Regions from separate parts of the Sus scrofa genome. Here region 1 is linked to region 2. A link is a contact called in public Hi-C data. All regions are on one chromosome and are shown on one strand. The core of a region is the stretch at or near the end of the contact, and the rest is flanking DNA. Distances in the headings are between cores, read along the strand shown.

What was found. A called contact is a pair of places that touch in the nucleus more often than the background predicts.
Region 1: a contact with region 2 is called in a Hi-C map of retroperitoneal adipose tissue, with 2.6 times the contacts expected there. A contact is called at or near these places in 5 of 47 Hi-C or Micro-C datasets (alveolar macrophages, embryonic fibroblasts, mesenchymal stem cells and 2 more).

The regions. Positions count from the first base shown.
Region 1 is chr5:18,229,223-18,232,931 of Sscrofa11.1, forward strand. No RefSeq gene overlaps it. Among named protein-coding and RNA genes, the nearest start is that of KRT18, 13 kb to the left of the region's middle.
Region 2 is chr5:17,449,574-17,453,322 of Sscrofa11.1, forward strand. No RefSeq gene overlaps it. Among named protein-coding and RNA genes, the nearest start is that of ATG101, 33 kb to the left of the region's middle.

The sequences.
Region 1 (3,709 bases), core at 164-2,663, 780 kb after region 2:
ACATTATCAATGTCAACATCTTGTTTGTGACAAAGTACGATAGTTTTGCAAGATGCTACCCTTGGGGGAAACTGGGTGAAGAGTACATGGGATTTCTCTGTGTTATTTCTGACAGCTCCATGTGTCTACAATTATGTCGAAAGGTTTAATTTAAAAAAAATGGGTATATAAAAGGTTTTGCATTTATTTTTTTCCAAAAAACAAAGGTATTTAAGGTTGCTTTTTATTTTATTTTTTGCTTTTTAGGGCTGCACCTGTGGCATATGAAATTCACCCAGGCTAGGGATGGTATCAAAGCTGCAGCTACACCACAGCCACAGCAAAGCTGGATGGACCCCCTTAACCCACGAAGCAGAGTTCAAACCCACGAAGCAGAGTTCAAACTCACGTCCTCATGGATAAAATAGTCGGGTTCATTACTGCTGAGCCACATCGGGAACTCCTAAGGTTGTTTTTTTGGTTTTGGGGGCTTTTTTTTTTTTTTTGTCTTTTTGCCTTTTTGCCTTTCCTAGGGCCGCTCCCGCGGCATATGGAGGTTCCCAGGCTAGGGGTCGAATCAGAGCTGTAGCCCCTGGCCTACACCACAGCTCACAGCAACACCGGATCCTTAATCCACTAAGCAAGGCCAGGGATCGAACCCTCAACCTCTTGGTTCCTAGTCGGATTTGTTAACTGCTGAGCCACAATGGGAACTCCAAGTTTGCTTTTTAATAGTCAATCTTTACCCTAAATTTATAGGGCGGGCCACACACGTACACCCAAGATTTTTCCCTTGAGTGTTAGGAGAATGCTCCCCCATCTTAGCTTAGGAGACTCAGGTTGGTTGCAGGTGCTCCGGGAATCACCCTGTGCTCCCAGGAATCCCAGGACAAACTGGAAACCAGGCGACTCTCCCAGCTGGGGGACGTTGGGGAAGTGGCGGTCAGAGGGCGCGGGAAGCCCAGCCCAGGGGTGCGAACCCAGACTGGGCTGGGGCCATGGGACAGGCGGACAGCCCTGAGCCCTCGGAGCTGGGGACACCCAGGCGCCCGCCGCTGACTCTACTCGGGGTGAAGGGCACCAGGGCCCCGGGGAAGGCAGAGAAGACAAAAGGCAGCGGGCCGCCGGAATGCGGCTTCCCCACGCGGATTGCTCGGGAAAGGAGCCGAAAGTAGGGTCCGGCCGAGCCAAGAAACGGCTACCCGCCCCCTCCCGCTCCAGAGAGTCCTTTAAGAATTTTTAAAATCTAGGGTCCCTCTCGCCGCCCACCAGTCCCCATACCCCGCGATCCTCGCAGTCCTGGGCTCTGACGCCTTCTCTCCGTCCCTCCCTGCACCCCCCTGCGTTCCCACCTTGGCTGCGGCTCTAAGGGGACTCCCACCCCGACACAAAGCTTCCTTTTGTTCTTCCAGTTCCTTTTTGCCCCTCAGCCCCGCCCACGAGCACTGCGGCCTCGGGGGAGGCCTTGCTGCAGTCATGTTTGAGCAGCGCTCTGCAGGTGTAAACCTAGGGAGATAGGACAGAAAGACCCAGGGACCCAGAAGCAGCCCTCTCGCTGGTCTACGAAGCTTGAAACCCTAGGAGAACTCTTCACGGGCAGGTTCTTTACCTGTCAATGCCTTAGTTTCCCTGTTCCTAAAATAGGATCTTTAATCTTTGTTCCTAAAATAAGGACTTTATCTTGGAGTTCCCATGGTCTAAGGAGGAACCATGAGGTTTTGGGTTCACTGGCCTCACTCAGTGGGTTAAGGATCTGGTGTTGCGGTGAGCTGTGGTGTAGGTCGCAGACGCGGCTCAGATCCTGCGTTGCTGTGGCTGTGGTGTAGGCTGGTGGCTGTAGCTCGGGTTAGACCCCTAGCCTGGCAACTTCCATATGCCTCGGATCCGGCCCTTAAAAGCAAAAAAAAGGGGGACTTTATCTTTAATAGTGCGTGCTGGGGGAGGGGGTTACCTGAATTAACACATGTAAAGTTTTGTGGGGTTTTTTTGGGTTTTTTTTTTGTCTTTTTTGCTCCCTCGGCATACGGAGGTTCCCAGGCTAGGGGTCGAATCGGATGGAGCTGTAGCCACTGGCCTACGCCACAGCCACAGCAACTCAGGATCCGAGCCGCGTCTGCGACTTACACCACAGCTCACGGCAACGCCGGATCCTTAACCCACTGAGCAAGGCCAGGGATCGAACCTGCAACCTCATGGTTCCTAGTCGGATTCGTTAACCACTGAGCCACGATGGGAACGCCACATGTAAAGCCTTTCTTTTTTTTTTTTTTTAACTTTTTAGTCTAGCCCACAGTAAGTGCTAAGTGCTGTGTAAGTCTTGATATTATCATAAGCAGTTGAGTACCAGAATCCCTATGTCATTTTCCCAGGTTCCACGACTGCACCTGTGCCTTCCCTCTCTGGAAGGCCTGTCACAAGCTGGTTATGCCCACTGGTCACTGGGAATGATAAAATGGTGCCCAGACACCCCCACTGCCACCCAGCAAGTCCCCTTACCCTCACCTGGGCCCAGGTGCCTCTCCTTGGTGAAGCAGGGTAAACTGAGGGACACTCTGGCCCCACTCGGACTGGGTGACCCGTCAAAGAGTGAAAGTTGGGAAGCTCTAAACCCCGAATCCAGGAGTTCCCGTCATGGCTCAGAGGAAACCCATCTGACTAGCATCCATGAGGACACAAGTTCAATCCCTGGCCTCACTCAGTGGGTTAAGGCTCCAGCGTTGCGGCGAACTATGGTGTAGATCACAGATGTGGCTCAGATCCTGCGTTGCTGTGGCTGTGGTGTAGGGCAGCAGCCACAGCTCTGATTGGACCCCTAGCTTTGGAACCTCCATATGCCTCAGGTGCAGCCCTAAAAAGACAAAAAAAAATTAAATAAGTAAACTCCGAGGCCTTGTCCCAGCCCTGTCGCTACTTTCATGAGCTTGAGTCTGCCACCCTCTGGGCCTTAGTTTTTTCATGAGTGCAATAAAGATACTGCTTTCTCGAGCACACATTTATCAGGTGTAAGACGGTGATCTGGCCTGCCCTAACCACTTTAAGTGTTGTTATAAGGATTATCTTAATTCGGGTGAGTCATGAAGTTCTTTATAGCTCCACACCGTCTGCTGTGCTAGAGGTACAGGCCTGCGGTGCCTGTCCTTCCATTCCTCCCCACTTCCACCCATGTCTCAGCTCCAGGAGATTGGGGATTTGGGTCTGCTTTGTCCTCAGACGTGACCCCAGCACCTAGCACAGTGCGCAGAATAGGTGGCCAGCAATTGGGCTGAATGAGTGAAGGCTCCAGAGTTGGCCTCTCAGAGGAGGAATCTTTGCAGCCCTCCTGACATCTGACCTCTGTGTGAAGACTTTAAGATAGCCTTGCAAGTACCTGAAAAAAAACAAAAAAAAAAACCTTTATTTATTTATTTATTTTTGCATTTTAGGGCCACACCCGTGACATAAGAAGATTCCCAGGCTAGGGGTCCACTCGGAGCTTCAGCTGCCAGCCTACACCACAGCCACAGCAACACAGGATCTGAGCCGCATCTGTGACCTATACCATAGCTCATGGCAATGCCAGATCCTTAACCCACTGAGCAAGGCCAGGGATGGAACCGGCAACCTCATGGTTCCTAGTCAGATTCGTTTCCACTGCACCATGACGGGAACTCCAAAATTTTTTTAAATTATATGTATACCTGAATCACTGAATCACCTTGCTGTACACCTGAAACTAACACAATTTTGTAAA
Region 2 (3,749 bases), core at 533-3,032:
GGACAAGGCCTCAGTAGAGTCGCAGAGCCCAAGTGCCCTTTGTGAGACCTGCCCACTGACTGTCACAACCTGTCACCCAGACCTCAAGGATCTGGGCTCCGACCCCAGGCAGGCCCACTAAGGCATTGCCTGCAGATGCCATGTCTCTCTCGCTAAGAGTGATAGCAAGCCTGCATTTGGTTCAGCGGTGAATGATTCTCTTTTCTTTTTGGCTTTTTTTTTTTTTTTTTTTTTGTCTTTTTAGGGCTGTACCCGTGGCATATGGAAGTTCCCAGGCTAGGGGTCAAATTGGAGCTGTTGCCACTGGCCTACACCACAGCCACAGCAACATCAGATTCGAGTCGTGCCTGCGAACTATACCACAGCTCACGGAAATGCTGGATCCCTGACCCATGGAGCGAGGCCAGGGATCGAACCCGCCTCCTGATGGATCCTAGTCGGATTTGTTTGTTACTCCCGAACCATGACGGGAACTCCACGATGCTCTTTTCTCTCAGGGGAGCAGACAGACCTGGATTTGAGAATGAGCTCCGCCACCTACTGCCACCAAGCCTTTCTGGCAAGTTTTGTTGTGTCTCTGAGCCTCAGTTTCCCCTTCTGTGAAATGGGTCCAGTGTGCCATCCTGGCAGGGTTTCTGCAAGGGTGAGGCAATGAGTGAAAAGCCTTACTGGGAACAGCCATCTCTCCGCTAGGAACCTAGCCTCAGGGGAGGATGCTTGGTTGAACCCAGCACCCAGGGACAAAAGATAATGGCTTTTCCATAGAGTTCCTGGGTTCACTGGTAATAGTCGGGCTATCCATGCGCCACGAATCAGAGACTCAAAATAACAGTGACTGAAACAGATGGAACCGGTTTTCTGCCCCATCTCATCCTGGCAGGAGCACTCCAGGCCTGGCACAGCAGCTGTACAGAATCGGGTCTCCCACTTTTTCTGGCTTGTGTCTCCACAGGCTGACGGGAGAGCTCCATCCAAACTGACCTGCCACCACCATCACCCCTGGCTTCCAGCCACAGCGGGAGGGGACGAGGCGGGGAGACGGCATGCCCCAGGGTGGAGGGTGAACTCAGGACCCCCTTTCACATCTATGAGGTCTGCCTCAGTTGCATGGCTGTGCCCAGCTGCCCGGTCCTGGGAAACACTAGGGCGTCCATGTGCCCAATGACCAGTCAGGGCTCCTTGGCTGCTACAGAAGGGAGAGCAGACATGGAGGGCAGAGGAAAGGCTGCCTCACTGGGCAAGGACATAGGAGGCCATGGTCCCAACCATCTAACTACCCCCTCAAGCTCAGCTGTGTGGGGGGAGGGCATTGAGCCCAGAGCAGCAGGGCAGACACGGAGGGGCTGGACCTTGCTCTTGGGAAATAACCCTTTTTCACAAACCAAAGCCAGTGGAGGGTGTTTAGGGCACAGCTTTGAAGGGCCGAGCTGTCCATCCAGGCCTGGCTCCCTGCATTCTGGCCCTTTCATGGGGGAGTCTGTCCTTGGACCACGCTGGTCTCTCTCCTGGAAGACTTTCCCTCCCCAAGTGTCACTCAGGGCGCTGCCCTTGGCGTTGGCCAATAGTCACATGAAATACACTTTCCTTTTGCTGCAAAAGTGGCTTTTCAGGACATAGTCAGTGGGTCACCTCACTCAGTGTTCCCTCTACCAAGGACCGTGTGAGGAATTTCCACTAGAGTTAATCGTAGGAGGAAAACTTGGTTCCCATGGAGAACAGAGGCTGCTTCCTGCAGATAGTAACTGATCAGATTTCCTCTTCCGCCCTGGCTGCCAGGAGGCTTAATCACAGCATCTGTGGCCCCTGGGTCAGCCTTGCACAATCTCTTCTTCCTGTGGGCCCAGCATTTTAGTTCTTTGCATTGGTCTTACTGTTATGTCTTTAATACACATTGCCTCTCATATTCTCTTTAGAAAGAAGCAGGCGATCACAGAGAGAAAACTAGGAGTAAAAGAGAAAACCAGGCCCTCTTGATCAGGAAGGAAACTAAACTGGTGGCTACGAGGGATAGTTGCCTTGCTGTACCCGTGTGGCCGTGTTGACTCGAGTTTCCCAGCACCTGGGGCAGAAAGAGGGTGATTACAAGGCTGACCTCAGAAAGAAGGAAGCAGTTGGAGTTCCCACTGTGGTGCAATGTGATGGTGGTGTCTCTGCAGCGCTGGGAGGCAGGTTCAATCCTGCACAGTGGGTTAAAGGATCCAGAGTTGCCACCACTGTGGCATAGGTCTCAACTGTGGATTGGATCTGATCCTTGGCCTGGGACCTCCATATGCCATGGGGAAACCCAAAATGAAAAGAAAGAAAGAGGCAAAGCAGTGTTTCTAGAGAAGCAAAGCAGGGAGCCCTTAGCTGATTGGAGAGGCTCCTGTAATGATTCAGGGGACTGGCAGTAATTTGGGCACTGATCTCAGCTCCACCGCTTAGAAGCTGTGTGGCCCTGGGTGAGTCACTTAACCTCTCTGTGCCTTAGCATAGTGATAATAACTGCTGGCTTGTGGCTGTATCGCTTTGGTCTCTGCTCTTTTTTTTTTTTTTTTTTTTTTTTTTTGACTACCCTGCAACATATGGAGTTCCTGGACCAGGGATCAGCTCTGAGCTGCTGTTGTGACCTATGTTGCACCTGTGGCAAGGCCAAATCCTTAACCCACTGTGCTGCGCCGGGGATTGAACCTGCGTCCCAGTGCTCCAGAGACACTGCCAATCCGGTTGGAATCCGGTTGCACAAAGTGGGAACTCCCCAAGCCCTTTCTGTGTGAATACAAGTGACTTTAGGAGTTCTGAAATCTGATGCTCTGACAGACAGCTTCGAATAGTCCCTGCATCCTCATGGATACTACTCAGGTTCCTTACCACTGAGCCATGGAAACTCCTGAGTTTCAAGAATTAATGCATTTTAAAGAAAATGTTTCATGTCTGTAAAAAGTTATATACAAAGTTTAACACATTAGAAAGGGAACCTCCACACTTACCTACCCCCTCCTAAAGAAAAGAATGTTGCCAATATCCTGCCTGATGGCCCCTCACAGGCATATGCCCCAGTCAGGTCTCTCTTTCCTTACCAAACTCCAGAAGCCCAGACAATTTAACAGTGCTCGGGAACGCTATGCAGTTGTCTGTCAGGTTGCGACTGCAGCTCAGATAGGATCCCTGGTCCAGGAATTGCATATGCTGTGTAATAGCCAAAAAAGAAAAAAAAGAAGAAGAAGAAAAAAAAAAGGCTTGGGATCCCTGAAGAAATAAGTGGGGTTTTTTTTGTCTTTTTTTTTTTGGGTCTTTTCTAGGGCCACACCCGCAGCATATGGAGATTCCCAGGGTAGGGGTCGAATCGGAGCTGGAGCTGCCGGCTAAGAAATAACGTTTTAGGGAGACTGACCTACAGCAAGCTGTCTCCTGGTTGGCAGTGAGAAATACAACACTACCTGCTGTATCACTAAATAAAGGATGCCACAGTCAGCGACGGCAGCACCTCCCATGGTGAGCTGAACCCTGCGGCAACTCAGGAGGGGAACAGAGAACACCTGCCACCTCGGGGCCACTCCCAGGGAAGATGCACCCTGCGCAACCTCAGGCTGTGGAAACACAGGGTACCCCCAGCCAGTAGCTGAGGGGCATATCAAAGCAATGATTTCGGTGACCCCAGACCCTTCCATCTTCCCATATATAGAAAAGTGCTAAAATCCGTAACTTGAACTATCTAGTTGTAACCCTTTTTTTTTTTTTTGGTTTTTAGGGCCACCCGCGACACATGG